Regions from separate parts of the Mus musculus genome. Here regions 2 and 3 are each linked to region 1. The links are chromatin contacts, called in public promoter capture Hi-C maps. All regions are on one chromosome and are shown on one strand. Each heading gives the region's core, a stretch centred on a gene start, on an enhancer-like site or on the middle of the called end of the contact. The rest is flanking DNA. Distances are from core to core; before and after follow the strand shown.

Region 1 (2,942 bases), core at 112-2,611:
AGGGAGCAACTGCCGCCAAGCAAGCGGGCCAGAGCTAGTGGCCCCAGGGAGAGTGTCTCTGGTCTTCTTTGATCCTGTTTCCTTTCCCCAGGCACAGTGCTGCAAAGAAAACAGGATTAGTTAGGGTCCCGGCCACAGCCAAGGCGAGTGCAGAGAAAGAGAGGGATCTGACACCACTGTCAAGCGGCCCTCAAATGGACTCTGTCATCTCCACAACCCACCAACCCAACCCTACCGCTCCTGGCAGCCCAGGAGAGCCGCGCTAGATGCTCCGCTGGCTCAGATGGGGTCTGGCGTCCGTACCGCACCGCGGAGACACTGGTTACTCAGCAGAGAAGGCAGCTGCCCTGCCCCCTGCACAACTTTCTAATTGCCACCAACAGCGGCCGCCACAGCGGCTTTCTCTACTTCCCAGAAAGCCAACTGCCCTCTTCTCTGTGTCCTGTGGACCTCCTCTCAGGATCCAATCTCGCCAGCACGCACTCCAAGCAGGCTCCCTGTACGCAGTCCTCCTTCCCCATCCCTCCCTCTCCAAACACTTCCAGCCTGGACGTTCAGACCCCCAAGGTCCCCGTCCCAAGGGGATACACCCCACTGCCTCTGTCCCTAGCCGCAGCTGACCCGCTGGATCTGGCACACAGGATCATACTCGACCTTTCTCCAGCCTTCTTCCTTGCTACCTTCCTCCCCCTTTCTCCCTATCAAAAGCAGCTGAAACACCCTTCTCAGCGGAGGCACATCCTCCCAAGCGCCCCCCACCCCTCATCTCCCTGAGCCTCCCACTTGACAGTATCCAAAATCCTTTTTCTTTCTTCCAGAGCAGGAACTGAAAGGGGAAGGGTTCCCGCTTGCAAAGTTTGGGGAACCGACCTTGTCTCCAGCCTTCCCCGGGCCCTGGCCCCAGGGCCCAGAGGCTGTGGCAGAGGACCAAGCCGGAGGACCCGCGGCAGGCAGCACAGCTCCCTTGCCTCTCCCAAAAGGCAGGTGCAAACTGTTGCACTGCGGAGCAGCAAGGCAAAGCGCTAGCCTCCACCAGGGAAGGGGCGGGGGCTGAAGCTCTGTCCAGAGGTGCCTGCGCAGGCCGCGGGAGTGGTCTTACCCGCCCTCATCCTGCCACTGGGGCCCCTGGCCATGGAAGCCTTCATCCTGACCACTGTCTCTTACCTGGAAGGACCAGCCAGTTGCAGAGAAGGAGCCCTTGGCTGCAGTGGCGGCTGCAGAAGGCACGGAGCGCTGGGACCAGAGACAGAGCCGCGCTGCTGCTGCCACCCTCGCCGCCGCCACCGCCGCCGCCGCCGCCGCCGCCGCTGCCTTTGCTGCTGCTGCTGCTGCTGCTATGGGGAGCTCAGCTCTTAGCCTATTGCCAGAGAGGCCGGTGACGTCAGGCAGCCACCGCCAGGGCTCCAAGCCACCCCTCAGGCCCCCACCCACCCTCATACCCAACACCTTGTCCTGGCATAACAGCCTCTCCAACACCATTCCCAGTTTCCTGCTGTTCCCCAGCTTTGGGGCTGGGAGGAGCAAACCCACCCCCATCCCCACCTCCACCCTGCCAGCAACCCACCTTCATTCAGCACAAGCACTCCTTTGCCTAGGAAGAAGCAGGCTTCAGTTCTTCCATTGCTCTATGCTTCAACCTCAACCGGTCTCCAGGTACAGTTTTGCTCCAGGAGAATCTTCTCCCCTGGGGGTACACTTTTTTTTCCTGTTGACTGATCAGAGTCCCTGCTACTCCCCAATCCTATTTTTCTGCCTCTGGTTCTAAGCATAAACTGCTTATACTAGGGAGATGGCAAGGACATTTGTCAACACAACTGTGACAGAATCAGAATCAGGAACCTAAATATGCATCAAAGACTGCATCTCTCCACCAGTCTCCAAAGTATGTCATCCCATCTGCTTTTTGATTTCTTCCCCCGCACGCTCATCTTCAGGCCCAGGATCCATTCGGTGTATTGAACACCCCTTTTTTTTTCGAGGATCCCACATTCTGAAGACACAAAGCATACATGGGCTTGAAGGGTGGGAAGGGGAAATTACAAAGAGAAGTGCAGGAACCAATGACCCGTAAAAATTCTCAACATTGTGTGTACTGCTAAAAAAATGTCCCTTCGTTGATTCTAATTTTTTGTCAACGTGCTTGATTCTTGATACATTTGCTTTTTCAGTTAAATGTTTACATCTCCTAAAAAGGCTCTTAGCAGCCTGCAAAAAAATCTTATAGAGACCAGTGAACGACTAGTTTGGGATCCTTTCAGAAACAGAAATAGTGTATTCTATTATAGTAACCATCTTCAAAATAGAGTATGCTTTGCTTTATGTGAGTGATTGGGAACGCTTGCTTGGAACACTAACTAAACAGAGTATGGTCTTTAGGGCACTGAGATAACTTATTAAAACCGTGTTTTGTTTTGCTTTTTTCTTTCTTCTCTCCTGTCTTGTTTACCTCCTGTCTTTGAGTCTAGAAAGTGTGCAACATTTTCTCACCGAGTTGGTCAGTCGTGGAGTGTGTGTTCCTGCCTCCTCTTCATGCTATACATCATGAAGGAAAGCTAAGGGGAATACTAGCTGCCACTTACTCACTCCTATCAGCTACAGTCAGGAAGTGAGGTCAGATATGAAGAAAAAAAGATTTCTCCTTCTGACCCTATGTACCCATCTACCCCTACTCCAAATTCTCATTTTCCTCCTGCTCACGCCATAAATGCATGGCACTCCATATTCTTCCCCCACCCCATCTCTGCTTTCGTTTATTTGAGCACAAATCATCTGGGGCCTGGGGAGCAGCACAATGTTAAAGCACTTGTGTAAGATGCCAAAGGCCTTGGGTTCTATTCACAGCACTACAAAGAGAAGGGAAGTATCAGTTCCATCTTCATATGTATCAATAAGAAAAAGAATTCCACTTAAGATAACAGTTCAGTACAGGCTGAACAATGCAC
Region 2 (2,891 bases), core at 20-2,519, 630 kb before region 1:
TGCCTTTGGGGTTGGCCATGGCTCTGCCATTTCCTAGCCAGGTTATACTGACAACTAACTTTTTTGAAGCTCCCCTTTATTCATTAGCTTCTTTTAATGCCAATAATAGCTTTTACCTTGAGCCCAGGGTTGTTGTAATCATTAAACAAGGCAGTCATGTGAAAGCACTTCACTGTTCTGAACATAAGACCACGAATGAATGCTTCGTTTTCAGTTGCAAAGTGTACCACCGACTTCCGACTTTAGTTTGATTAGTGTACTACTTGGGACTCCCATGACATTTTTACTGTCCCTATCTTTGTTGCACCCGTGGGGAGAGGGTCCACAAGTATTCAGTTGGTGGTCTCAGAGAACCACCTAAACCTGTTTTGGCTACAAAGCACACAGCTGGTTCCCATCCTTGAGGAATTTGCAATCTAAAGACTTCTGAGATTAACCTGGAGTCTCTGGGGGCTTTTTAATTGTTTAGTGAGGTCTCTTGAGGGTGAAGGTGGTAGCTCACTGAGGAGGAAGCTCAGAGAAAGGATCTGCAGAGTCCCTGGAAGAGCTACTGTCTCAGGAAAGGCAAGTCTAAGGCTTCCCTAAAGATGGCGTATTTGTCCTGTAAGAATTACGTACATTCGCGTTATATTTGTATTGACAGTTCGTTTACGAAAGAGGTATTGAGTAAACGGAACGCGGTAGGCAGGTAAGGATTGAACCATTGCTGTGTGTACAAGTGGCACCAAGTGTTACTCTAAATCCCAGCAGAAAGTACTGAGGGCAGGCAGCACCGAGGTAACCCCACCAGAACGCAGCCTCGGTCTCTCTCTCTAGCGAGTGGATACAGTGAGACTATGGTCAGACTGGTAACTTTTTCCAAGTCTAGAATAATTTAGGTTTGGCTGCTCTTTGGGCCCTACTTCCAACTTTTTTTTTCCTTTCTCAGCCTACTCCTTCTAACCGCCAAGGAAGGAGTATCCCTGCTAACAACAAGAACAAAAAACCTGATCGCATTATAGGGTCATACCCACTGGCGTTTTGAGGGAAGTTAAAAACACTGCAAAATTTAAAACCAACCAGCCTTTCTAGCTGGTTAAAAACCTGCACACATTAATGTTCTTTTTGTTGTAAACACTGGGCCCACTTCCCTCTCCTAGCCCGGGATCCTGCAGCCTAGCACCGAACTGCACCCTGGAGCGGCTGCCGAGGGGATCCCCCCTCCTCCCGGGAACAGCTCCACCTCGGGGGCGCTGGAAACGCCCTCCGTGAGTTCCCTGGCACCAGCGGGAGTTTCAAGTTTCCACTCGCGGGGCGGGGGCAGGCGGCGGGCGCGCGGCGAGCTTCGGGCCGCGCGGCTCCGCTTCGTTCACTGCGGGCTTCGGACTCGGGCTGGCCCGCGGCGTCCTCGTCCCGCGGGGAAAGCTTCGCGAAGGCCCCGCAGCGCGTATTCTCCCCCCAACCCCCGGCTGAGGCCCACTCGATTCCGCCCGGGGCGGCCGGGAGACACGCTCGCGGGGTTGGCGCTCGAGCCCCGGCCTCGCCCCGCCACTGGCGGCCCGCGGGAGGAGGGGGCGCAGGGCGGCCCCGCCTTCCCCCCCGAGGAGGCGCCGGGCGGCCATATTGCCGAGCTGTCTGCGGCGGCTGCGGCGCGTCTTCTCTCAGGCGGCTCAGGGCTCGCACCGCCGACTCTCCGCTCGTTCGCCGCCAGCCACGACGCCCCCGCCGAGCCGCGCCTCAGCCAGCCGGCGGCGGGCAGGGAAGGAGCCACTCATTTTCGGGGTAAGCCCTGCTCGGCGCGCTCCCCCGTCCCAGGCCCCGGGGGCCGCTCTCCCCGCCGAGGCGCTGAGGTGGCGGCCAGAAGTTGCCGGGCTGTGGCGCCGCGGCCCGGGGCCTGGCGCGCCTCACAGACGGACTCGCGCCTGGCCGCCCTAGAGGCGCCGTGGTCGTTAACGGCTGAGCCACGCCACTTACCCGGAGTCTCCCGCCGCGCCGTCCGCCGTCGGCCTGGCCGCCCCGTGCGTCGGGCGGTGCGGGTTCCCGCCGCCGTGGACTGGGCCCGGGGCTCGGGTCGGCGCGCCCTCGGGGGCCGCATGGAGCGTAGGTCGCACGCTCTCTCGCAACCCGGGGACGGGGACCGCGAGGCTAGAACTTCTCCCCCGGCCTCCCGTTTGAAAGTCGGGGTGTTGGATTACTAGAGAGCGTGCGGACGCGCGAGCCGCGGAAAGGCCGTCGCGTTGCCGGGTCCCGCCGCGCAAGCCCGCGAGGCCAGGCCCGGGCTCCCGGCCGCCCTTACCTGGGGCTGCAGTCACGGCCCGCGCCCTCCGGGCCCCCCGGCTTGCCCGCACCGCGGAGTCGCCTGGCGCACAGTGAGCAGACCCCACCAGGAAACTCAGCTTTTCTGCCTTTCGGGGCTCCCAAACTCCCATCGCCCAGCCAAGTTTGAAAGGGAGTAGTGCGTTATTTCAGTTGAATAGTCCGTTCCTACACAGATGTTTCTGTAAACGTTGCCAGGATTCTGGGTGGTTTTGTTTTTTTTTCCTCCCTCCCCAGAAGAGTGGTTATTCATTGGAAATGTGTTTTAAGAGGTCAAGTTTATAATTTTTTTTTTTAAAGTACAGTTGAGATTTTGTAAAAAGAGGTGTGAGGGAGATGCCCGGTTGGCTGTGCGGAGGCACCAAGATTTGCATGATGTAAATGTAAAAGCCGAAGATAACAAGGGTTTATGTGATAAAAGAATACTTGGACACTGCAATCTATTGTTGACCGAGCATCTTTTTTTTTTTAATAGAATACTTATAAGACTGTGACGAAGCACAGAATAAACAATTGCCTTGTTCATTTTGCTGCATAAATAATGGCTTAATCTGCTTGCCAAAACTGCCCCATCAGATCTGAAAAGAGAGCCTAAT
Region 3 (2,903 bases), core at 127-2,626, 700 kb after region 1:
CAGGGGCTAACCTGAGACCCCAGCGCTGTAGAGTGCATATGGGCATCTGCCGATTTCTTCCTGCTGGCCTCTATACTCGCCTATGATTGGTAATTGGGTTGGTGACCTGGGCCGGAGCTCAAAATGCTCAGGAGCCCAATTAAAGCCTGGGGCCTGGTTCTGATAAGCTCTGGGTTGAGATCTACCAGGAAGATCTCTGCCCATTCTGCAGGATGAATTCTTCCAGATTTCTCATCCTGGGAAGAATAATTAGTTCCTAAAACTCAGATAAAAAGAAAAAATAATTAGCAAGAGTGAACAAACGGGGGCTGTGGGGCTGTTCTTCCCGGCTCTTGATGCTCAGGAGTGGGGTGCCCAGGGCATAGTGGGCAGGGAAGGATAGGTGCCCAACTCTACTGAGACGCTTGCCCAGACCCTGCCTTCTGCTGCCCAAGTGCCCTACACAGGAAACACCGAAAGATAAGGGACTTCAGGGTAGTAGGCTGCCAATCACAAATATACGGAACAGGTGGGCCGGTGTGTGAACAAAGACTAGGGGAATTCCTCACAGGGAAGCTATTCCTCTTGTTCCACTGTGGCACTGGAAACCAAACCCTGATGTGCATTTATAATAAGCCATGTTTCCAACCCTTTTCTGTCTGGGTGTAGTGCACACCTTTGATCCCAATACCTGGGACACAGAGGCAGGTGGATGACAGTGAGTTAAAGATCAGCCAGTCTATATACATATATAGAGAGTTCCAAGGCAGTAGGAGATACATAGGGAAAACCCCAACTCAACCAGTTTTCTCCACAAGGCAAGGTGGCTTGGCTTACACACCTTTAATTTCCCTCTACTGGAGGAGGCTGGGGTGGAAGGATTGTCATCAGTTCAAAACCAGCCTGAGATACAGAGGGAGACTTCCTTCTCAAAAGGAGAAACAATAAAATATAGAAGAAGAAAAGGGGGAGGAGGAGGAGGAGGAGGAGGAGGAGGAGGAGGAGGAGGAGAAGGAGAAGGAGAAGGAGAAGGAGAAGGAGAAGGAGAAGGAGAAGGAGAAGGAGAAGGAGAAGGAGAAGGAGAAGGAGAAGGAGAAGGAGAAGGAGAAGGAGAAGGAGAAGGAGAAGGAGAAGGAGAAGAAGAAGAAGAAGAAGAAGAAGAAGAAGAAGAAGAAGAAGAAGAAGAAGAAGAAAAGAAGGAAGAACAAGAAAAGGAAGAACAAGAAGAAGAAAAAGAAAAGAGGTAACAATTTTAAAACAAGCACACCCTGCCTTTCTCCAGACTGGCAAACTCAGGCAACTAGTGTAGGGATGACTAGGAGCGTAAGGCCTGGGCGCGGTACACGAGCCAGTCGGGGTCCGGGCGCGCGCCCGGCCCGCCCGGGGCGGCTCTAGCCAGAGGCCCGCCCTCGGGTGTCCCCTCGGCCCGGCGCTCCAGCTCCTCCCTGGCCAGCGGAGCTGAGAGCCGGCGACCATGCAGGCCCTGCCGCTGGGGCTGCAGCTCGCCCTGCTGGTGGCGGCGGGGGCCGGGGCGCGCGTGAGCGCACCGCGGAGCCTGGCGTGGGGCCCTGGGTTGCAGGCCGCCGCCGTCCTGCCCGTGCGCTACTTCTTCCTGCAGTCGGTGGACTCGGACGGCCGGAACTTCACTAGCTCGCCGCCAGGTCAGCGCCCGTTGCCGTCCCCGCGCGTCCCTGTCCCCACACGTGGCCATCTCCCCACTGCGGGTGTCGTCTTCTCTCCCCTCCCATCGGCGTCCCTTCCCTCCTCCCTGACACCCACGGGGGCGGGAGGTGCCACTCAGGACCGTTGGGTGACTAACTCCAAAGGCTGGGCCACAGGTCCCGCCCGGTGACAGATGTAAGGGTAAGTAGAGTAAACGGCGCCTGTGGGGTCCCACGGAGCGCAGTGGTGCCATCACGTGATGCAGATGGCCCTTCCTGGCCTGCAGGGCGCGCCTTCCTCCCTCCCTCAGCAGCCCACTCTTCTTAGGCCCGCAGTGCAGACCACGCGAAGCAGGGAAACTTCCTAGAACCGGAGAAGGGAGGCGCTTGTCTTGAATCTCAGCAGGGCCCTCCTCCCACATCTGATTGCTTCTCTGGACTTGTCCAGCTGGTTTCAACTTGTTGCCAGTCAGGATTTGCTAATTTGTGTCTAAATGTAAGGCTGCTCCCATCTGGCGTCCTGTTTTGCCTGCAAAGAGGCAGAGAACTCCTTGGCGTCCTCCACCGAGCAAACGGGAATTTCACGTACTTAGAAGTCACGTGTATATGGTAATCCTGGAGTAAAAAAGAGGATGGCAATGTCTGCCTATCGAAAACTTAAGACTCTGCTGAGAAAATAGATAATAAGCAACCTGCCTATCAGGGCAAAGCACAGTTGCTGCAATTGGATTTCTGCAGCCTGGTGTAAACATTAAAGAACTGCCAATAGGTCCAAGGGAGTCTGGGAAGCTTCAGGAGTGCGGGTTTGGAGGCTGAGAGGGGTTTCTAGACTGGCTTGCAGCCGCGCAAAAGCAGAGAGCGCGAGGATCAAGTGTTGAGAACAGGAGTCTGTGGAACATGGTTCAGATTCAAACCGTGTTATGGTGTATCTGCAGTTCTGTAATAAATAAATGAACCCAGATAAGCACTCATGTGGTTACAGCAGGAGAGTAAGGATCCCCCCCCCCCATTTTAAAAATCTTTTTCCCCAAATAAAATGTTCTGCAAAGATTATTCGGATATGTGTGTGTTTGTATATGCCACTTGTGAGCTGGTGCCTATAGAGACCAGAAGAGAGCACTGGATCTGCTGTAACCATAGTTCTAGACACTTGTGAGCCACCTAATATAGTTGCTGAGAACATGAGTCCGCTGGAAGAATAGAAAGCACTCCTAACCACCACCGAGCCAGCTCTCTAGCCCCAATACATCATAATGTTTTTAT

Evidence for each region. Promoter capture Hi-C pulls out the DNA fragments that hold promoters and counts their contacts.
Region 2: a contact with region 1 is called in a promoter capture Hi-C map of hippocampal neurons, with 4 times the contacts expected there. The contact joins the promoter of Rdx here to the promoter of AI593442 in region 1. A contact is called at or near these places in 1 of 39 promoter capture datasets (hippocampal neurons) and 1 of 484 Hi-C or Micro-C datasets (cortical neurons).
Region 3: a contact with region 1 is called in a promoter capture Hi-C map of neural stem cells. The contact joins the promoter of Poglut3 here to the promoter of AI593442 in region 1. A contact is called at or near these places in 1 of 39 promoter capture datasets (neural stem cells) and 1 of 115 datasets of contacts at active chromatin or transcription factors (embryonic stem cells).

Annotation. Positions count from the first base shown.
Region 1 is chr9:52,678,419-52,681,360 of GRCm38.p6, forward strand. It overlaps AI593442 (expressed sequence AI593442), which reads right to left and starts at 1,362. Exons shown (of 2, transcript NM_001286641.1): 1 at 1,165-1,362; 2 at 1-99. Gm1715 (predicted gene 1715) reads left to right here and starts at 1,445. Exons shown (of 5, transcript NR_045333.1): 1 at 1,445-1,653.
Region 2 is chr9:52,046,672-52,049,562 of GRCm38.p6, forward strand. Rdx (radixin) reads left to right here and starts at 1,270. Exons shown (of 14, transcript NM_009041.3): 1 at 1,270-1,761. It also overlaps the pseudogene Gm6981.
Region 3 is chr9:53,382,647-53,385,549 of GRCm38.p6, forward strand. It overlaps Poglut3 (protein O-glucosyltransferase 3), which reads left to right and starts at 1,377. Exons shown (of 8, transcript NM_212445.2): 1 at 1,377-1,640. The coding sequence starts at 1,454.